Regions from separate parts of the Mus musculus genome. Here all the other regions are linked to region 1. A link is a contact called in public HiChIP or PLAC-seq and promoter capture Hi-C data. All regions are on one chromosome and are shown on one strand. Each heading gives the region's core, a stretch centred on a gene start, on an enhancer-like site or on the middle of the called end of the contact. The rest is flanking DNA. Distances are from core to core; before and after follow the strand shown. Region 1 holds the start of 4930550C14Rik (RIKEN cDNA 4930550C14 gene). Region 2 overlaps Atm (ataxia telangiectasia mutated). Region 3 overlaps Exph5 (exophilin 5).

Region 1 (4,466 bases), core at 848-3,347:
TCTGGAAAAACCAAAAAAAAAAAAAAAAAAAAAAAAAAAAGATTTAAGTTCAAATTGTAAATAACTAGCCAGAGTTGAGCTCCATCTATGTCTTTAAAGTCTGTGACCTTTACATACTCTATTGTACGACTTAAACAGCTGTAGCCACAAGGTTTCCCAAGCCTCTAGCCTAGAACTGGGATTGGTTATAGACTTTAACTACATTGTCCATTTTATATATCATGCATTACTTTAAAAAAAAAAACATGAAGCTTGTACTATTAAGGGGTGAAACAAAAATCACTACTTGCACTTCAGTTTCTATTTGAACTGTAAAGAGTAGTAGAGAACTCAGGAGAGAGTCTAGTTCTTAGCCCCTTCCAAGGTTTCCAAAGCTGTGATGGGAGAGGTGGTGGATGTCAAGTTGTTCTACTGTGAGGGTGTTCTGGGGACGTATGCTGAGTTGATTCTTGTGTTAGCATATGAGATAAAAGTGAATTGAGGGGTTGGAGAGAAAGCTCACTGAGTAACTTCTTGCTCTGCCAGCGTGACAATCTCAGTTTGAATGCCTACACACATACACACAGGTAAATGTAAAGACTTTTTTTTTTTTTTGAAATCTCCAGCAATTAACTGTTGCGTTGCACTTGAGCTGATAATTGAACCTACATGGTGGGAAGAGGAAGGGCCGGAGCTGTAGCTCAGGGAAAGAGTGTTTGCCTGACACTTCCAGAAGAATCGCAAAACAACAGCAATAACAATAACGATAAGGAAGAGACTAGGGGTTAACCTTGCCCAGCTTCTCTCAAGTTCTGAGGCTATAAGACTGGCCCTAAGAGTATTTGCATTGTGAAAACTATCAAATGTTTTAAATCGGTATTTATGACTTTTTCTAGTTGACTTAAGATTTAAGGATCTATGGCGATGTGTTAATGATGCAAATTAAAGGTGTAGCGTGTGCATTGCCATTCTGTCGTGACTAGCACAGCAACGCAGAAACGATCCCGAGGAACAAAGGCACTTCGTGAAAGGAGAAAGAAGACCAAAAAGCCTTGGCACGTTCAACTATACTAAATGTTGCTAGTGTACTAAATGGCAGGTCAGGTAAATGTGCATGAGTACAGTCAAAAATGAGAGAGAGAGACCTAACTGCTGATTACCAGCAGTGGAGCCGCAGAGCAAAAGACCGAGGTTGTTGAGGAATTGACAAAGTAGGCTCTGGGCTGTTATGTGGAAGCAGGGACACAGTAGCCAGAAGATGAGGCTGGACTCAAGAGGGCTTGTCTTTTTTAAATATGAGGCACTAAAACGTGAAAATATTGTTAGAGAAGGAGAGATGAAAGGCGCAGGAGAGGGTAAAGGAAACTTATGATTCAGAGCAGAACCGTTTGCTATGAGGCTTCAAACCACGTGGGAAATACTTCAATTCTAAGACCCAAGGAGCACAAGGAAACCATTGCTTAAGTCAGGACTTTACTACACCCAGGTGCGAACTGCCAATTAGGAGAGGACTACCAGCCAGTCTCAAACCAATAGCCCTGTGCTGGGATTCAGAGGGAGCCCTGCAAGTGGACACCCTTGTCCTGTGGTTTCCTCCAACTCCAAACCCGTATTCCCGTTCTCTTTACTAAATTTTATTTTTTTCAGCAAATGTGTCTTCACGATTTTGCTATTCCTCTTTACCTATACATCTTGATACTGAGGGACAAGACAGAAATCCTAAGCATGTACCCTTTAGAATGCTCCCTCCATCTCTAAATATTTTAGGGAGAAAAATCTAAAACCACATACTGCATTTAACAGGGTGGAGGAAACCCAATGCGAGAGGTGGGTTAGCAATATCCCCGAAGCTGCAGCTCCTGAGTTAGGGCGAGGCTGGAGTGGGGGTTGGTGAGGTAGAGGAAAGCTTTTCCATCACAGCAGAGCAACTGTGCCAGGAGAGGGGTTTGGGGAACAGAGCATGGAGAAGGATGGTAGCATACTAAGATCGTGAGTATTTAGCGTCTTTCAGCAGGCCAAGATCAAACCAGACACCAGAGCAGAAAGGAGCTGGGGAGGGAACATGTCCCTTGACTTGCCAATCTCTGTCGCTCTCCGCTGTTTCCTTGGTAACGACTTAGTCAGTCGGAAATGACTTAATAGCTCCTTCCCTAGCAACCTTCTTAGGCCCCGCCCCCAACCCTGACCATTCTCACTTTGATGTTTGTTCTGGTAGAAATCTCGCTCTCTTCCAGTCTCAGTGCCATAGAGGCAGAGGACTTGAGAAAGGAACTCAGAGAGATCTCGGGCATGTGACGGGCCTTGCTGAAGGCCTAAGTAACATGAGGTCTCAGACTAACGCTATTTCTAAATTTAAGCTCCTTAGCCTGACACGGGTTTTAAATAGAGGACTTCACAGAACCCGAAAGCACACTGCATATTTAATGCATGCTTTATTGACTTGAATGTTGAATATCCTGCACGCCGACATTACCTCAATGTCAGAGTGTAACAATGTAAAATGAAGAGTATTCAGACCTGCCCAGTTCTATGTTCTTGCATGGAACATAATTTGTGAGGAAGATGAACTTCTAGGAAAATATTTTCCTTACATACTAAATGCATTTTTACGGGGGGTGGGGGCGGAATCTCTGTAGGAAATTCGGTGACAAAGTGAATGTCAAGACCTTCAAAATTATCACAGTTTCCATAAACAGGGCCTTGGGCTTTGGTTCTCCTTCAAGACACTGTGGCCATGCGTAGAGAGAATACTTGTGTGTTGTATGGATGCATCACCTGTCAATTAAAAAGTCTGTGGCCTATGGCTTAGGCAGGAAATGGGAGGTGGAACATCCAGGAGGCAGAAAGGATTCTGGGATAGAGTCCCAAGGGAGAATAGCCCGGGAAGATGTGAGGAGACCGACTCATGGTGCCTGAGCATTGATAGCCAGCCATGTGGCAAAATGTAGGTTAAAATAATGGGTTTATGTCGATTATGTAAGTTATGATCTAGTCAGAGAAAACCCTGGCTTTATGGCCAAGGTATTTGTAAATATATTTTGAGTCTAAGTCTTATTCCTGGGAGCATGAAGCTGGGAGTCAGAACCAGCCACGTGTTAGCACACAGATAGGAGTAAATTTTTTTTTTTTCGAGACAGGGTTTCTCTGTGTAGTTTTGGCTGCCCTGGAACTCACTTTGTAAAAAAAAAAAAAAAAAAAAAAAAAAAAAAAAAAAAGGATTAATTTTCTTGTTTTTGTTTAAATTTTTTTTCCATAAGGGTTTTTTTTTTTTTTTTCCAAGGCAGGGTTTCTCCATGTAGTCCTGGCTGTCTTGGAACTGCAAGGGGAATTGGGGGCAGGGCACAGACCCTCTCCAGCGTTGCAGACTGGGTGTTTTAGGCAAGGGATTGTGGGCTGTGGTTAGGACTTTCCCTCAATCAGCCACAGTCGAGATTTTAACATGTCTTAAAATTTGGGATTATAGTCAGGCATGGTGGCACATGCCTTTAATCCCAGGCAGAGGCAGGCCAATTTCTGAGTTCGAGGGCAGCCTGATCTACAAAGTGAGTTCCAGGACAGCCAGGGCTATACAAAGAAACCCTGAAAAAACAAAACAAACAAACAACAACAACAACAAAAACCTCAATGCTGGGGCTGGCGAGATGGCTCAGTGATTAAAAGCGCAGACTGCTCTTCCGAAGGTCCTGAGTTCAAATTCCAGCAACCATATGGTGGCTCACAACCATCTGTAACGAAATCTGATGCCCTCTTCTGGAGTGTCTGAAGACAGAAACAGTGTACTTACATAATAATAATAATAGTACAAAATTGGGATTATAATACTTCAGTTGTAGGACATTTACCCAGAAGGCATGAACCCCCATGCTCTTCCACTGAGAAAGCAAACAATCAAACTCGGATCACAAATCGAAGAAAGTTGAGAAAAGGCGCGCCTGGTGGAGAACTCACCCAGTGATTCTCGGGGCCGCTGTGCTTCCTCTTCAGGCCCCGATGACTAGGCCAAAACTGCTTAAATTCCCTAGAACAGTAAAGTCAGAAAGGTTTACTCAAGCCGAGCAGAAACACTCAACAAATCTATTCAATAGACAGGAATCTACCAGGGGCGAAAGGTTTTCTGGGAACTTCGCTGAGCACCAGTGTTTATAAGAAACAGAAATGAACTTCGAAAATAACTTGATTATATACAGCCTCGTTAGCCAGTCAGCTGTTACAGCTCATTTTCTGGCTAATTAGCTCCAGGGACTTTTGCAACAAGCCCAGTCAGGTTAGCTACTATCAATCTCTATGTTCACCCGGCTCGCTGGGCCCAGTGCAGCTGTCCAAATCCATGAGCTCCCATTAGTAACAGAAATAACATAATGCCAGTAAGAGCAAAATATTTATTTATATTACTCCTTTTGCGAGGCACCATTCCACTCCACACTGGTTCACACCGTGGACTGCTTGGTGAATTCCCCCGCCCCCCTCCCCCAACCCCAAATGCTAGA
Region 2 (4,466 bases), core at 1,294-3,793, 100 kb before region 1:
CAGTTTTCTTGGAATGTTATTGATTTGTCTACTTGCTTGCTTGCTTATTTATTTATGTATTTATTTAATTTGGTTGGCTGGTTGGTTTTTCAAGATATGGTTTCTCTGTAGTACCCTTGGCTATCCTGAAACTTACTCTGTAGACCACCAGCTTCTGCCTCCCAAGTGCTGGGATTAAAGGTATGTGCACCACCACTGGGTATTCTTGCCTGTTTTTAGCATATTGGTTATATTTCTACAGTGATCTTTGAGCTAGTTTTAAAGCATGACCTAGAGTATCCCAGCTTTAACTCTGTTGGATTTTTATTTCTCCATATTTACGGAAACTTGTTCTTCCAGGGGTAATTCCAAACTCCATAGGTTTATTTATATCTAATACTGTCTTTTTAAATTTATGATTTATTTTTAAGATTACAAGTTCTGAAACCCTTGTCCGGTGTTCAAGTCTTTTGGTGGGTGTTCTTGGCTGCTATTGTTACATGGGTATAATAACTGAAGACGAAGCCCATAAATCAGAATTATTCCAGAAAGCCAAGGTAGGAAAACTTACTCTGATGAAGGTTTAGATGCATTTAAGTGAACTGACATCCTGGAAAAATTATGTGAAATAAATTTTTTGTATAAGTTGAATGTCCCTAATCTGAAAATAGGGAATCTCAAATACTTTATAGAGTTGTAAAGTTTTAGTTACAGCACAACCATAAAGGTGAACATTTCCACATCTGTCCTCATACAGTCAAAATGTAGACGTGGGTCACCATCAGGCATGTACGAGACAGACGCTGTCTTTAGTTTTCTGGTGCTATGATAAAGACCGCGATCAAAAGCCTCCCCGGGGAGGAAAGGTTTATCTGGTTTACCCTTCAGGATCGTAGAACATCATAGAGGGCAGCCACGGTAGCATCCTGGAGGTGGAAAGCAGAGGCCATGGAGGAATGCTGTATGTATATTGGCTTGCTCCCCCACTTTGGTTTTTTACCTCAGGATCTGCCCATGGATGGCACTGCCTACAGAGGACCCTCCTACAGCAATGATCAATCAAGTCCCTACAAGCTTGTCTATCAACCAGTTTCTCAATTAAGGTTCTCTGTTCTCATATGAGTAGTTTGTGTCAAGTTGAAAAAAAAATATAACCAACGCAGAGTTGATGAAACAAATGAGTTTTGTATTTAGATTTGGGATAGCCCAAAGAGACCACGTTGTTATGTGTCTATAAATATTCCAGATTCTGAAACATTTTTGTTCTCTGTATTTTAGATATGCTCAATATGTATAGATTAACTTTTTTCTTTCACAGTCTAAAATAAATACTGTGCCCTTCCTTAGAATATGAAATTATTACAAGCCAGTAATTAATACATATGGTAAATGATCTCATATCACAATGTAACCTTATTAGAATACTGGTTTTTGAGGTAGGGTCCCTAACTGTCTTGGAACTTGCAGAATGTTTGCCTTGGACCTCCTAAATTCTGGGGTTGAAAGTGTGTACTACCATCCTTAGCTATACATATTGATTTTTATCTGTACTCTTAAAATTTTTCCCTCAGATAATCTATAATAAGGAACTCTTTATTGAGTATATTATTCAAGTATTTTCTAAGCTTAAAACTTTGTTTATCTCCATTTATTTATGTATTTATTTATTTTTGAGACAAGGTTTCTTTGTGTAACCCTCACTGTCTTGGAACTCGGAACTCACCCTGTAGACTAGGCTACTACTCAGAGAAATCCTCCTGCCTCTGCCTCCCCAGCGGAAGAATCAAAGCCATGGGCCACCACTGCCTAGCTTAAAGCTTTCTTCATCTCTCAACACTAGTGTATCAGTGTTGGGATTGCAAAGGAAACAGGATGTTAAGATTGTGGTGGGATTTTTGTTGTAGTTAATTTTGCTGAGACAAAGTCTTACTTTATAGTCCAACCTGGCCGGGAACTTAATGTCCTTTATACTCTCTGAGCACTAAGATTACAGGTTCATTGCCACACATAGCTTAGATTTGCCATTTTCTTTTTGGATGTTTGTCACTTGTAATCTTATTGCATGACAATGTGCCCTTTTTTTCCCTTGGTAGTCTGTTGCGTGTAGCTTTTGCTACCCCGCCTAAGCTCTTGAAGCAGGCTGAGCTACCAGCTCCCACTCAGCTTCCCTTGAATCTAAGGATAAAAGACACACACACACACACACACACACACACACACACACACACACACACACACACACACACACACACACACACACACACACACAGTTCAACTTGCCCTTTGACACAATTGCTGGGCGTTACTACCTCCCGCCTGGAAAAGCTCCACACCTCCCACCTGGCCTAAACTTTACTCAGTTACATCTAGACCCTGCTAAACTCCCCTGACCACCCACCTGTTTGGAGCGGCATGTGTGGCCACTCCGTTTAGAGATTGTACATTGCTGGTCTACTTTTCTCAGAAGCATGGCCAACTCTTGTCTCTTCTCTCCTTGAGTCTCTCCCTTTCCTTCAGGGACCCGGAGGTCCCGCCTCTTCCTTCTGTCCAGCAATTGGCCCATGGCTTCTTTACTGACATATCAAGAACCAATTGGGGAACAGGATCAGAACTAGCATCAGAACTAGCCCTACCGGAGTCAGGGTTTAGCCCAAGCATCAGCCTTTCTTAAATGCTAGTGTCAGCCCAAGTCCCAGTTTCATATTCAGTTTGTAAATATATTGAATTTTTGTCCTTAAATGAAATTTCAAAAATAGCAATGCGAAGTTGTTATTTCAACTGGAATTTGTCTTCTTTTTATCTTCTGTTCTAAATAGTCTCTGATGCAATGTGCAGGAGAAAGTATCTCTCTGTTTAAAAATAAAACAAATGAGGAATCAAGAATTGGTTCATTGAGAAATGTGATGCATCTGTGTACAAGTTGCTTGTGTATACATACCAAGGTAAGAGTGACTTCTTAGTAGTATAGCCTATTCATGGGACATATTATTTAGTGGTGTTGAGTTTTTGGTCCATTTATAAGTTTATATGCTGATCTAAAATTAAATTGAATAATAAAGAAGAACATTCAGAGAATATTGGTTTCTCATGAAACAATTTCATAACTTTGATTTTTTTATCATTACATACACACACACACACACACACACACACACACACACACGCACGCACGCACGCATAGATGAGTCTTTTATTGTGAGTATACTTTCATTAATTTGTTGATTATTAAGAAGTATGTTTTTTTTTTTCCCATAACAACTATACCACAGGAGATGAGTGCCACAAAGATAAATAATGCCATCCTAGGATGGAGCTTATTCTGTAGAGCGCCAACAAAGATAAATGACACAAGTACAAATGCTACTTCCTTTAACCCATATCATCATAGGTAACATTTGGTAGAAAAAGTGCCTCTGTTAGTCATCCTTTTTTGGTTTTGCCTGGTGGAGTAACTAAACCATGCTAGAGTGTTACCAGCAATTGGAACAGTATTTGGAAGCTGGTATGCAAGCAGCTTGCTCTTCATAAAGTATGGTTTTGTTTTCCATTATCTTTCCTGTATTTATATAAGTGTAGAAGGCATGAAAGGACAGAATAAACCTCACAGTTAATTGCTTATTATGTTTAGGATCAGTAGCTGGTACTTTAGTGATGCATAAACACAAAGATATTTACTTTGTTTATATTTCCTTAAGGAAAGTAGTTAGGCTGTAGTTGCTATTCTGGTTACTTCCTAGTTTACTGCCCTCTTGAATGGACTTAATAAGTCCTATTCTTAAAAAACAGAAAGAAAGAAAGAAAGAAAGAAAGAAAGAAAGAAAGAAAGAAAGAAAGAGGGAAAGAAAGAAAGAAAGAAAGAAAGAAAGAAGAGGGAAAGGCAAGGCAAAGGAAGGAAGGAAGATAGATAGATAGATAGATAGATAGATAGATAGATAGATAGATAGATAGATGGTGGTGTATCTTAACTTAGAACTTGACCTCAGTTCTGAACTCCTATCTACATCTCATTCAAGGTAGAGAAAATGGTACTACGAAAACTATGTATTTGTTTTATTGTTCACTGCTTATATCTGTTTTCAAATTACAGCATACGCCAAACAAGATTGCCTCTGGCTTTTTCCTACGATTATTAACATCAAAGCTTATGAATGACATTGCAGATATTTGTAAAAGTTTAGTAAGTATGAATCCTTTTTTTATTAATAAATTTCTTTGATACTAAGATGTAGTAAAATTATATGTATATGTGTGAGTGTGTATGTATGTGTATATATATATATTGTGTGTATGTATGTACGAATGTATGTGTCAGAGAGGAGGGGAGGTGAGCAAGCATAAGCAAGCCAGTGCATGTGTACTACAATATATGTAGAAGTCAGGACAACTCCTGGGAGTGGGTGCTCATTGATCATTTTTCGGATCCAGTGATTGCACTCAGGATGTCAGGCTTGCATGAGAAAACCTCTACCCAGGCTGGAGAGATGGCT
Region 3 (4,466 bases), core at 943-3,442, 82 kb after region 1:
TGAAACCATGAGAATTAAAACTAACTAAAGAGACAAGAGGCTGAGAGAAACACGGGGAGGGGCATAGAACCTGTAATGCAACTTTAGAGACAGGCAGAAGCCAGGGACAGAGACGGATGGTGTGAGAAGGAAACCAGCCATGGAAATGGATGTGAACAAGGAGAACCAGAGAAAAAACTCAGAGCCCCAGACCTGGGGACTCTCACCTCACTGACTGGTACCAGAGTGCTGCCAACTTTCAGCTCCTGAGGACTGACTGCACGAGGCCCAGGCTGTCTTCTCATTTCCCATTGTAATGTAAACAATGTGCCACCCACCACTTATAGGAAACTAACATACTTTCCTTGTCACCTAAAATCAACAAGTAAAACACCCAGCCATAAGCAACACAGGAGTTGTTCTCAAGGGAATTCTTAGCATTAGGGCAGGATCCTTCAAATGTAGATAAAATGAACTGCTTTGCCATTATAAAGTTTTTCTAAGTTGACTTTATGAAAATATAATTCAATGCAACACAGAAAACTTGGAAATTACCAAAAAAATCTTGAAGTAAAAAACAAACAAACAAACAAACAAACAACCACCACCACCACCACAACAAGCCCACATATAGTCCCCAGATCTTGCCAGTCTTGGTTTTAGCAGAAGAAAGCAGGTGTTGGCTGCTAGGAGGAACTAGCTGGTCCACTGAATACAGCTGAACTTGGTTAAACTGGATTTTCTAATTATCTTATTGAAATAGAACTGTGCTGTGTGTTTTAAAGTGATCAAAGGACTTTTATTATGTAAGAGCAAGGAGAGAGGTCATGGCAGCACTGCTGATTTTAATTCAGTAACTTTTAAAAAGATCACAGGAGGTAAAGTAAAAGATGCTCTCTGATTATAATGTTTTCCTACTTTCTTAGTGTGCTAGTTTGTGTTTAAAAAGGGTTCTCACACCTTAAATACTGCATTCTATTGAGCATTATAGTTAAGAACACTGTTAAACTATATCAACAGTCTACCATTATATCCGTTTTATAGTCAGACACATGAATTATTTTTTAATTTTTCACAGTTATGATATTGACATGAACATAGTTTAAAACTGATCTTGGGCATGTTTCTCATAATTTCCTTGGAATAACTTTCTTTGAAGTAGATTTGGCAAGCCAAAGAAGGGACTTGTTTTAGTTGCTTATGAAACACGTCATCAAATCACTGTGGAGAAAGATCGTATCAAGTCTGTCTCTACGCAAGGGCCCTTTTCCCATCTTAGTTATTACTGTCCTATTTTAAAAATTAATTTGTGTGGGTGTCTTGCTTGCATGTATATCTGTGCACTTGAGTGTTCAGTACCTACAAAGACCAGAAAAGGACATCAGACTCTCGAGCTGGAGCTACAGACGGTTGTGAGCGGCCACATGGGTACTGGGAACTGAAGTCCTCTGAGAGCAATGAGTGATCTTAAGCCCTCTCTAGACCACCAGTTGCTGCATTCTTCTAATTTTCTTCTTATCAGATAAACCCAAAGACAAAGTTTGTCTGTCCTTTAGTATGGCCTTAGAAAAGAGTTGAACATTATTTCATGAGCTCTTGGGTCTGAGTCTTTCCTCAAGTGTCGACTCAGGAGTCTCTGTTATGGTGCCTCTGTTCAGGACCTGTGCTTGCTATTTTAATCCAATAGTATCACTGGTAATATTGGTCCTTTGATATTCCAGATAGAGCACCAAGAGCACACACAGCAGGGTTGGCCACACCTGATATTTGCTGAGAGTAGTTCATGGGTGGGTCCAAGTATCCGTGCCCTAGCCACTGGAGCATGCCGCAGACCTGTGCTGAATGTCGCATTCAGTCCACTTAATTTGTATGCTTCCTTGCCTTTCCCTGTTCAAGCCACCATGCTAAGTACGAGGAAAGGCTTCATGTGGTCCAGCTCTGCAGACGATACTATCAGGACACTCTCACCAACCAAGATTGCCATCTCTTTGCAGCTTGTTGTCCCAGACAAGCGTGGGAGTATAAAGCTGTCTGAGCGGATGGGAGGATGCAGCATCTGAGTGCTGGGGACACTCATGGGCCTGGCACTAGTCCCTTTGTGACTTGGACTGATCAAATAACTTCTGTCTCGTTTTCCTCCTCACCTCTGGGACTCCTCTTTGTACCCAGCCCTGCTTGCTTATCTGAACTTGTTTGCCTTTATTCTCTCATTTAAACCCTGTTTGCCAACCATTCTGAGGACTTCGTCATGCCCTCTGGGCTATTCTCCAAGTTTCTCTCTCTCTCTCTCTCTTTTTTTTTTTGCTTGTGATGCCCTTTTCATGAATTCCTTTGTTCCATGACCTGACTCAGTGCTGGCACCTAGCTAAAGTTTTTAAAAATGTCTTTTCAGCTAGGGAGAAAAGCCATTTCAACCACAATGAGCTTTAACATTCCTAATGATGGTACGAAGACACTGAGAAATTGAATATCTATTGGTGGATAAAGATGGGTATAACCTGTCATGTATAGGAGAAAGCCAAGACTCTTGATTTAGGGTCACAAAGGAGGATAGGATTCATTCTTGCTAATATGAAGATGGTCCTTTCAAGGCAGAAGCAGTCTTACTGGTGTCTGAACTCAGTTAGAGGAAGCATCTGAAACTGCCTGTGGTTGCCAGCCATGATATTCACTCACAGTGATTGCAAAGTATTTTAGTTGTCCTGTCAACCACTCACTCATAGGAGATCCCCAGCATTCTGAAAATTGCTTTCTGGAGCAACTGAGTCAACAGAAAGCCAGAAATTGGAGAAAGATGCTACAAAACCTCTAACATGTGGGAAGTGTGTCAGAGGTTACTGAATTTCTATTTAAAATTTACAGAGTTGAAACAAAAAAAATGAAACAATCCACTCATTCTTTATGTGTCAACTGGTTGGAAATTAGTGAACATTTAATAATAGTCACCGAAGGTGGGTGGGATACAGGGAAGCCAGGAGGAGAGAGAGAGTCAGGCAGGGCAGAGGCTCTGGAGAGGAGGAGACAGCAGTTCCCACAGAGCAAGCACTAAGTCTTTCGTTTAGGGTTTCAATTTCTGATAGGAACATGAATGGTTTTTCTGAAGTGAAGATTACATATTCTAACTATGAATTATAATTTGATAAGTGTGATATTCTATTCAGTTGGAAGAGCAACAAGCCATAATTAGTAATCATTTTCTCTAGCCACATTCTACATATCCACACCAGAGCTGAGCCCGCATGGCTGGCCTCTCTGCAAAGACTTTTCTTATAAGCTTAGTTCCATCCACGTTTCTCTGCGTCCTTGGCCCTGCATCACCACGGTCTGTACTACTCTCCAGTCATGAGCAGTTCAATCCTATATAAATTGTCAAAGGGCAGAGCATCATCAGACTTTTAAAAGTAGCCTTGGGTATGTAGTGAGTTCTAGGACAGCCTGGGTTACAGAGTGAGACAAAAACAAACAAACAAACAAACAAACAAGAGAGGGAGAGAAATTTCTTAAATTTTTATGGTCTGTCTCCCAAATACATTACACATTTCTTCAACCCTGGATTTTACATTAACAATAATAGGTTACATACCTTTTATAAATATAGGTCCTCAAAATATTTATCAAGGACCTCATATTTTAATATGAGTAAAAATGCTACTCATCCTGACTCCACAAAACACTGGGCTTAGCTAAGCAAATGCACACACTGAGACCTTGACGTAGCATCTCTTCATCACCATGTCTGCTGGATCTCACTCTTGGACACGTCCTGACCCCTCAGGTGTGCACTTAATACATTTAAGCTAATGCATTAATTTCTTGAGTCACAAACCTGAGTGCTCTGGGGCTTTTAGAAGAATGGTAGTTTACCTGTCTGGTGCTGGTGCCCACACAGACTGACTGCTTCGCTTCTGTCTTCAGTGACTCTGCGTGAGCTTCGAAAGCGACATTCATACAGTGCTCTACGCTAGGGAGCATGGTGTACCGAGGGGAGGAAGCTCCCACTCCTGGACAGCATTTCTGTCCATCCCACCTGGAAAGGGACAGAGCTGCTCAAAAGGAAGCTTGTTGTTTATTCGGGAGGACAAAGACCTGGAATAGAGTCCTGGGCTTTTTGTTTTGTTTTATTTGGAGGGAGGGCAGCTGTGTCAATTATTTGATCATGATATTTTTTGCTTACAGAAAAAGAAATTGGCTTCTGACTGAAGTCCAAAGCCAAGGGGAGGAAATGAAAAGACCCGTGTATCGCTCTGGCTCGCTGGCCACCCGCCGTTTGACAGGCTGCTCGCCACAGCTGGTACTTGTGACAGCTTCCTTCCCCTCCTCTACCGTTGGATGCCTGCTTTCAGCTTCTCCCCCCGAAGTCCCTCACCAGGCCATCTGGAACTAGGGAACAATTCCAGACTTCCTTGCCAGAACACTGCCTGGAAATGGGTTCACTCTTACCCTCACCTCCAGTCCTGGTCACAGGACTTCTTGCCAAGAAGTGATGT

Evidence for each region. Promoter capture Hi-C pulls out the DNA fragments that hold promoters and counts their contacts. HiChIP or PLAC-seq counts read pairs in DNA pulled down with a chosen protein or histone mark.
Region 2: a contact with region 1 is called in an RNA polymerase II HiChIP or PLAC-seq map of embryonic stem cells, with 13 read pairs. The contact joins the enhancer-like site here to the promoter of 4930550C14Rik in region 1. A contact is called at or near these places in 3 of 484 Hi-C or Micro-C datasets (Th1 cells, embryonic stem cells and nephron progenitors), 3 of 115 datasets of contacts at active chromatin or transcription factors (CD8 T cells and embryonic stem cells) and 1 of 9 other capture datasets (adipose tissue).
Region 3: a promoter capture Hi-C map of liver shows a contact between it and region 1. The contact joins the enhancer-like site here to the promoter of 4930550C14Rik in region 1. A contact is called at or near these places in 1 of 39 promoter capture datasets (liver), 18 of 484 Hi-C or Micro-C datasets (the AML12 cell line, CD8 T cells, the HL-1 cell line and 8 more), 4 of 115 datasets of contacts at active chromatin or transcription factors (embryonic stem cells, hepatocytes and pancreatic cancer cells) and 3 of 9 other capture datasets (adipose tissue, liver and pancreatic islet).

Annotation. Positions count from the first base shown.
Region 1 is chr9:53,402,917-53,407,382 of GRCm38.p6, reverse strand. It overlaps 4930550C14Rik (RIKEN cDNA 4930550C14 gene), which reads right to left and starts at 2,097. Exons shown (of 9, transcript NM_001376944.1): 1 at 1,771-2,097.
Region 2 is chr9:53,506,233-53,510,698 of GRCm38.p6, reverse strand. Atm (ataxia telangiectasia mutated) reads left to right here. Exons shown (of 63, transcript NM_007499.3): 14 at 411-536; 15 at 2,796-2,921; 16 at 4,067-4,156. Among named protein-coding and RNA genes, the nearest start is that of Atm, 28 kb to the left of the region's middle. Within about 2 kb of position 2,543, at least 32 of the 459 cell types and tissues checked have an H3K27ac peak or open chromatin away from gene starts, as enhancers often do. A contact at or near this core is called in embryonic stem cells, where this site is marked.
Region 3 is chr9:53,321,342-53,325,807 of GRCm38.p6, reverse strand. The region is part of intron 1 of Exph5 (exophilin 5); the gene reads right to left. Among named protein-coding and RNA genes, the nearest start is that of Exph5, 22 kb to the right of the region's middle. Within about 2 kb of position 2,192, at least 22 of the 459 cell types and tissues checked have an H3K27ac peak or open chromatin away from gene starts, as enhancers often do. A contact at or near this core is called in the AML12 cell line, colorectal tumor organoids, hepatocytes and 3 more, where this site is marked.